Regions from separate parts of the Ovis aries genome. Here region 2 is linked to region 1. A link is a contact called in public Hi-C data. All regions are on one chromosome and are shown on one strand. The core of a region is the stretch at or near the end of the contact, and the rest is flanking DNA. Distances in the headings are between cores, read along the strand shown.

Region 1 (3,327 bases), core at 677-3,176:
TAAAGTCCAAATATTTGGGAATCGACCAAAATCTTTGCATTAATCAACATAAGAAGTATGTGTTTGCTAATGCAAGTTCAAAGCCCAATTAGAAACTGCCAAGCAGAAACTGGAATTATACCCTACCGGCAGATGAAACTATGTTCATTCCTTTAATGTTTTCCCTCAACAACAACAAAAAACACTTCAAGGACAGAAAAACCACAGAGTAGTGAAATTCATTAGACACACAGATGTAAGTTATCATCACGGAGCTTTTAGGCACTTGGTCCAGAATAGAGCATTTTCCGGCTGGAGACAGACACACAGACCTCGGTCCCCCACCTTCCTTGGGGTTTTCTCTACTTCATCACAACAGGTTTCTTTCCTCAAGAGTCATGTGCCAGGTTATTCTTTAAGAATCTTGTATATGAAATTAAGACCATATTTAAAAAAAAAAAAAAAAGGCTTTTTCTCCAAAAGGTTAATAAACAAATGTGGTTTGAGCTACCAGACCAGAGCTGTCACAACTTTAGCTGTCACACGTAATAGGTATTTTCCAAAAGAAGGTGCATACGCTTAATTTGCAGAGGGCTGGGGTGATGAATTCACTGGAGAAAACCTATGTGCACGTGAAAGCACACCGACAGGCAACCCCCCACACAACACACCGTTCTCTCTCCACCCCCAAAGCGCACAGTAAAAATAAAGCAGCGACTGCACCAATCCTAGCCGTCTAGCCGTTGGTAGCTGATCACTCTGCCCCCAGACACTCAGACGCCCCACCGGACTAGAGACGTACCTTTCCCTCCTGCAGTGTGTAGCATTTTCAGGTGATCTACCGTCATCTGCAGGATCTCGGCTTTTTCTAGCTTGGCAGACCCCTAGAGAAGGAAACAACAACAAAAACCTGATTTGGCACCTACTGCCTTTGGGGAACAACTTGAAATATATACGCATAGATGTGCTCTGCAAATCATAAAAGCATAGACAACAGCAAAATAAATTATCTTCGCAAAACATGTTGGAATCTGGACGAATTTATTTCCTTCTCACAAACGCGGTTATTTTCCAAGGCACGGGTGAGGTTCAGATTAATGAGCCTAAGGATTCTGAAGGCGTGGATAACTACACCGAGAGAGCTACCTACTTTCTTCATTACCTGCTTCTCAAAAGCACTGGGTACCAGCCTCCTCAGCTCAGACAAACTGTTATTGATCCGGTCTCGTCGGCGCTTCTCAATAATCTGGAGAAAGCAGGCAAAACAACGGGAGATATTTCCATTACGACTGTAAATTCTAAAGTGAAGAAAGGTGGTTCTTCCCGTTAATTAATAAAACAAACACCCCCCCTCCCCAAAAAAAAGGGTGCACTGTAAAGAGACTCACGCCTCTCCGTCTTTTCCTGGCCAAGATCTGTGAAGATGTAGTTGGGGACATGGACCCTAAAGCTGAACTCAAGTTCCTAAATGAAGAGTGGGGGGAAAAAAAAAAACAGGAATCGCCGTTAAGCGAGAGGAGGTGATCTGAGAGGTCGCCCCCACGCCCTACCCGTACTCAGATTTTTTAGGCAACTTGGGCTTGAAAGCACCTCCGGGTCATTCACCCGGGGCGGAGGCCTGCCGGAGATGCACAGAGGTCAGTGCAGGGCGCCGGCGTGCCCCGGGCCCTCGTGCGCTGTCACCGAGGCCAGCCGACGCTAGCCTCTCGCCGCCAACTCACCCATTCTCATCCGCACTCTCCTTTTCCACCTCGATGGTCTCGTCCAGCTCGCTATCCGAGGAGCTGTACTCAGGGTGGGCTCGCTTCATGCTGGCTGAGCGGGGAATCTGGGGGAGGGTCGGCGCGGCGGGCAGGGAGGAGTTAACTGCAGCGGCGCCTCTCCGCGCTCGACTGCTCGCGTTCCGCACACACTGGTCCGGCTCACGCTCTGCCTCCGGTTAAAACTCAACCATCCCTTTCCCACGCTGCGCCCCTTCCCAGGGCCCAGGGGAGGGCGGGGGAGTGGAGGGGGTGGACGAGGGGGCGGGGGGGCGGGGCGGTGGCTCCCGGGCAACAGCCTTCCCTCGGCCAATCCGGCTTCTCGCTCCTCTGATTGGCAGCCTCTCAGGAGAGGGGCGGGGGCGAGGCCGAGGCCGAGGGCGAACCCCAGGCCCGCCCTCCCCGCCCGCCCCTGCCCGGCGGCGGTGTGTCGGCTCCGCAGGGGCTCCACCGGGCCTCCGCTGGGGGGAAGGAGGCGGCGCGGGCGGCGCAGGGCCGGCGGCGGGCAGGCGGGGGAGGCCGGGCCGGGACACCAGCCCGCCGTCGGCCGCGGCCCCGCCCCGCCCCGCGCGCCCCGATTGGCCTGGCCGCACGCCAGGGCCGCGCCTGCAGCGCCGCCGGTGAGCCGCACGCGCCGCGGGCCGTGGGAAAGTGCCGGCGCCGCGGCCGCCAGCCAATCCGGGCGACCGACGGCGGCGACGGCGGCCGCGCTGGCGGCGGCGGCGGCGGCGCTGGGCGTCCGCATGAATGGAGAAGAATGGGCAGGCGGGGGAGCGGGGCCGCGTGAGGGCGCGCCGGCGGGGGCTGGGCGGCCGCGGGCCAGGCCCCCCGTGTGAACCTGTAATCGGAGCCTGGGCGCCGGGCAGCCCCGGAAGCCGCCGCCCTGCGCCGCGGTAAATCTCGGCTGCCGGGCCGCCGGTGTCCGGCGGCGGGAGGCGCACGCCGCAGGCGAAGCCGGGTTCGAAGCACCTGGCCAGGCGGCGCGCCGGACGCCGGGCGGAGGGTGCGGGGCGCCAGGAGAGCGGCCGCCGGGGCGCCGTACACTGTGGCCACTAGCCCGGGGCCCCGGATGCTTACAGGGGAAGATGTGGTTTCGGGAAATGTTCTTTTTCGGGTTTTGGAGCTGTGTACTCACTAGCAGACGGACTAGCTTCCGCAGGGGCTTCCCAGCCTCCGAGATGGAATAAATTCCCCTGTGCCTCTGGGATCCGGGGAAATGGAGCGCTTGTTTGCTGGGCCAGCTGGGGCGGGGGGGCAGGGGTGGACGGATGGCGGCGGCGGGGGTGGGGGTGGGGGGGCAGCTGGGGCTCTTTTTTTTTTTTTTTCCAGGCGTTGGCGGCCAGATCCTGTCAGCGGGCGACAGGGTGGCGGGACTCAGCGTTTGCGTCTGGGGCCGCCCTCGCTGCTGAGATTCACATCTCTGACCACCAGACACACACGCGCCCCCTGCACACCTCCTGCCTCGGGGGTGGAGTGGCGGGTACTGGGTGCTACGTGTAGTTCCCAGGCCTCAAGGAGATAGATGTTTTACAAATACATATTGTATATCTCGGACTGCTTCCTGATTTGTAGGAGGTTGTTCTGAATT
Region 2 (3,759 bases), core at 194-2,693, 270 kb after region 1:
TCTCCAGGCAAGAACACTGGAGTGGGTTGCCATTTCCTTCTCCAATGTGTGAAAGTGAAGTCGCTCAGTCGTGTCCGACTCTTAGCAACTCCATGGACTGCAGCCCACCAGGCTCCTCCGTCCATGGGATTTCCCAGGCAAGAGTATTGGAGTGGGGTGCCATTGCCTTCTCCTGATTGATTATTCTGGACTAGCCCGTTTTATTAACGTGCTCAAGCCTGTGCTATCCTCACTTGTTCAACTGTTTGTGAGCAGTCACACGGAGATCTCCAATTCAAAGACTGCCCGGGCTGTCTTAAAGTTCAAATGTGCACTGTGCGTTCTATTCCTTCATTCATGCATCTGGCAAACACGGACTGCCCACTAAGAGTCAAGCACTGCAGTTTTCTGTAACCCAGGACACTACCCGTCTGTGAACTGTTTGGCACTGGTTCACAAGGGGCTAAGTACAGAAATTGGGAGTTTATTTTTATACAGTTTAATACTGCCAACTTTATGTCTGCTAGCTCGCTAGCTCAAAAAAATCTAATTTGTATTTCTGCCTATTTCTTCCATTTCACCTATCTAATAATTTTATCGTACTTTACAGAATTATTGGCTGGGGCAGATGGATTTTTTTTTAAGGTCATTTACAGAAAAAGTGAAGCACTGATAGGTTAAATTACTTGCTCAACTTCATAGTGACACTAATTCTGTCATTTACCTATCCACTGACTTGAGAAATATTTCTGAAGAGCCTGGGACACCAGACACTAAGCTCCACGCTGCAGCTACTGTGCACCAGAGAAGCCGAGAGCCCAGCCTCTTCCAGCGTGAGTCCCACTCGGAGTCCCAGGAGTCGCCCTAGACGCGCCGCCGGCAGCTCTCGCTGCTGGTTTCCCTTCTAGCACTCAATTCAGAAGACGCGTGCAAAGGAGTGCGGACAACGCAGGCCCAAAATGTAGATACCATACAGAAATACAACAAACCGAGGAAAAGCACGAACGCACACTGTTCCAAGTGACCAGCCCAGACTTTACTTCCTACGCTGGGCCCCGCCCCCGGCCCCGCCTCTCGGTCTCACCCAACTTAGCCGAGCCCAACAACGACGTCAAACTCCGCCCTGCCCCCCGGTTCCATCCTGACTCCGCCTTCAACCCCGCCTCCAGACTCCGCCCCCAGCTCCGGCCCCGCCCGCCAACGAGTGCCTGGCTTAGCTCTCGCGACTCACCCTCGTCCGGCCGAGCTCCGCCTTCCGCTGCAGCTCCGAGAGCCGTTCCAAAGCGCTCGCGAAGCCGCCTGGGCGCGGCCTAGGCTCCGTGGAATCAGAACTCTCGCTTCCGGAGCCACTCTCAGTGCCTGCTCCTCGACAGGATCGAGAGAAGAGAAACACTCGCAGAAAATGACTCTCGGCAGTCACGGCACGGGTCCGACACAGCGCCGCCATGACGGATCCACGACCTCTGACCTTTGGCTTCTCCGCAAGCGCGCAGGTCGCGGGGCGGAGCAACGAGGGGCCGCCCATTGCAGAGCCCCGTGGGCGGTGGGCGTGGTCTGGTCGGTGGTTCGGCCAAGTGTGGGTCGAGAGAGCTTCTGGTTGGTGGAGAAAATCTTTGATGGCTAGCAGCTAGCCCCTGGTAGCAGCGGCCCGCTAAGTTTTTCCTGGAAAGCCTTCTGACTCGCAGCGATTTCGCCCTCCGAGGTACCCCTTGGGCCTTGTGCTGCTGTAAATTCTAGTAATGCGACACTTGCTACCCCCGCCTCCCTCGTCCTTCCCCAGAATGTCCGAAGGTTCTTACCCCCACCGCTCTTCAGGGCTTTGCTCAACTGCGAGGTTCTCCTTGACTATCTTACGTAGAATAGGAACTCCAAATACTATCGGACCCCCGCCACTTAACACTTATTAATATGCCATGTAGTTTACTTACAATAATTGTGCTTAGCATGTGCTCTGAAGTTATGAACTCTATTGGGAAAGACTGATGCTGGGAGGGACTGGGGGCAGGAGGAGAAGGGGAACGACAGAGGATGAGATGACTGAATGGCATCACTGACCCGATGGACGCGAATCTAAGTGAACTCCGGGAGTTGGTGATGGACAGGGAGGCCTGGCATGCTGCGATTCATGGGGTCGCAAAGAGTCGGACATGACTGAGCGACTGAACTGAACTGATGACGGCAGGAATTGTGCTGTTGAATCCCTGACAGCGAGCACGTGGTAGGGCTTAACCATTTGGGGATCCAAGTGTGTCCTTCTTTGCCTATTCTGTGGTCAGCCCAGCCATGTTACAAAAATACTAATTTGAGACGTTTTGGGTCACCTCTGGCTGCAATCCTTTCTCTTAGGGAGTAAGTTCCTAATGCCTAGATATGCACTACCCAGAGGACCCACGCTCACTTATGATTTTCTCCCTTCCGGCGCCATGTTAATTGCCAGAATTGCCCACCTTCTTCAAAACTGAGCTGAATACCACAGTTGTGTTAATGAATTAAGCTGTCCATCCTTCTACCCAGCATTTTTATAATACACAATTATTTACTTGAGCAAGTACTGTTCCATCGCATTTGCAAGTACTTTGTGGTGAGGAATTTTTATGTATGACCCCAGACCCTGTAATAATGCTTTTGACTGTGAGACTTTTGTTTTTGGCCAGGCCAGGCATCTTGTAGGGAGCTTATTTTCCTGACCAGTGACTAAACCCTGAACTGGACAGTGAAACCTCAGAATCCCAGCCAGTGGGCCCACCAGAGAATCCCCAATAATGCTTTTGACTATGGATTTTAAAACTCTGATATTCTCCTCAATTGTGTAGACAGTAGAAAGAACACAAGTGGACTAACCTTTGTTGTTCAGTTGCTTAGTCGAGTCTGACTTTATGACCCAGTGGACTGTGGCACACCAGGCTGCCCTGTCCATCACCATCTCCCAGACCTTACTCAGACTCAAGAAGCTGAAGTTGAATGGTTCTGTGAAAATCTACAAGACCTCCTAGAACTAACATCTAAAAAAGATGTCCTTTTCATCATAGGCAATGCCAAAGAATGCTCAAACTACCACACAGTTGCCCTCGTCTCACATGCCAGTAAATTAATGTTCAAAATTCTCCAAGCCAGGCTTCAGCAATACATGAACTGTGAACTTCCAGATGTTCAAGCTGGTTTTAGAAAAGGCAGAGGAACCAGAGATCAAATTGCCAACATCCGCAGGATCATCGACAAAGCAAGAGTTCCAGAAAAACATCTTTCTGCTTTATTGACTATGCCATAGCTTTTGACTGTGTGGATCACAATAAACTGTGGAAAATTCTGAAAGAGATGGGAATACCAGAGCACCTGACCTCCCTCTTGAGAAATCTGAATGCAGGTCAGGAAGCAAGTTAGAACTGGACATGGAAAAACAGACTGGTTCCAAATAGGAAAAGGAGTGCGTCAAGGCTGTATATTGTCACCCTGCTTATTTAACTTCTATGCAGAGTACATCATGAGAAACACTGGGCTGGATGAAGCACAAGCTGGAATCAAGATTGCCAGGAGAAATATCAATAACCTCAGATATGCAGATGACACCATCCTTATGACAGAAAGTAAAGAAGACCTAAAGAGCCTCTTGATGAAAGTGAAAGAGGAGAGTGAAAAAGTTGGCTTAAAGCTCAACATTCAGAAAACGAAGATCATGGCATCCGGTCTCATTACTTCATGGCCAATAGATGGGGAAACGGTGGCTGACTTTATTTTTTTGGCCTCCAAAATCACTGCAGATGGTGACTGCAGCCATGAAAT

What was found. A called contact is a pair of places that touch in the nucleus more often than the background predicts.
Region 2: a contact with region 1 is called in a Hi-C map of muscle, with 4 times the contacts expected there. The contact joins the promoter of MRPS28 here to the promoter of HEY1 in region 1. A contact is called at or near these places in 6 of 16 Hi-C or Micro-C datasets (hypothalamus, liver, mixed tissues and 3 more).

Annotation. Positions count from the first base shown.
Region 1 is chr9:56,052,040-56,055,366 of ARS-UI_Ramb_v3.0, forward strand. It overlaps HEY1 (hes related family bHLH transcription factor with YRPW motif 1), which reads right to left and starts at 1,927. Exons shown (of 5, transcript XM_042254355.2): 1 at 1,701-1,927; 2 at 1,368-1,443; 3 at 1,130-1,225; 4 at 782-863. The coding sequence starts at 1,789.
Region 2 is chr9:56,320,301-56,324,059 of ARS-UI_Ramb_v3.0, forward strand. It overlaps MRPS28 (mitochondrial ribosomal protein S28), which reads right to left and starts at 1,444. Exons shown (of 3, transcript XM_027973077.2): 1 at 1,211-1,444. The coding sequence starts at 1,426.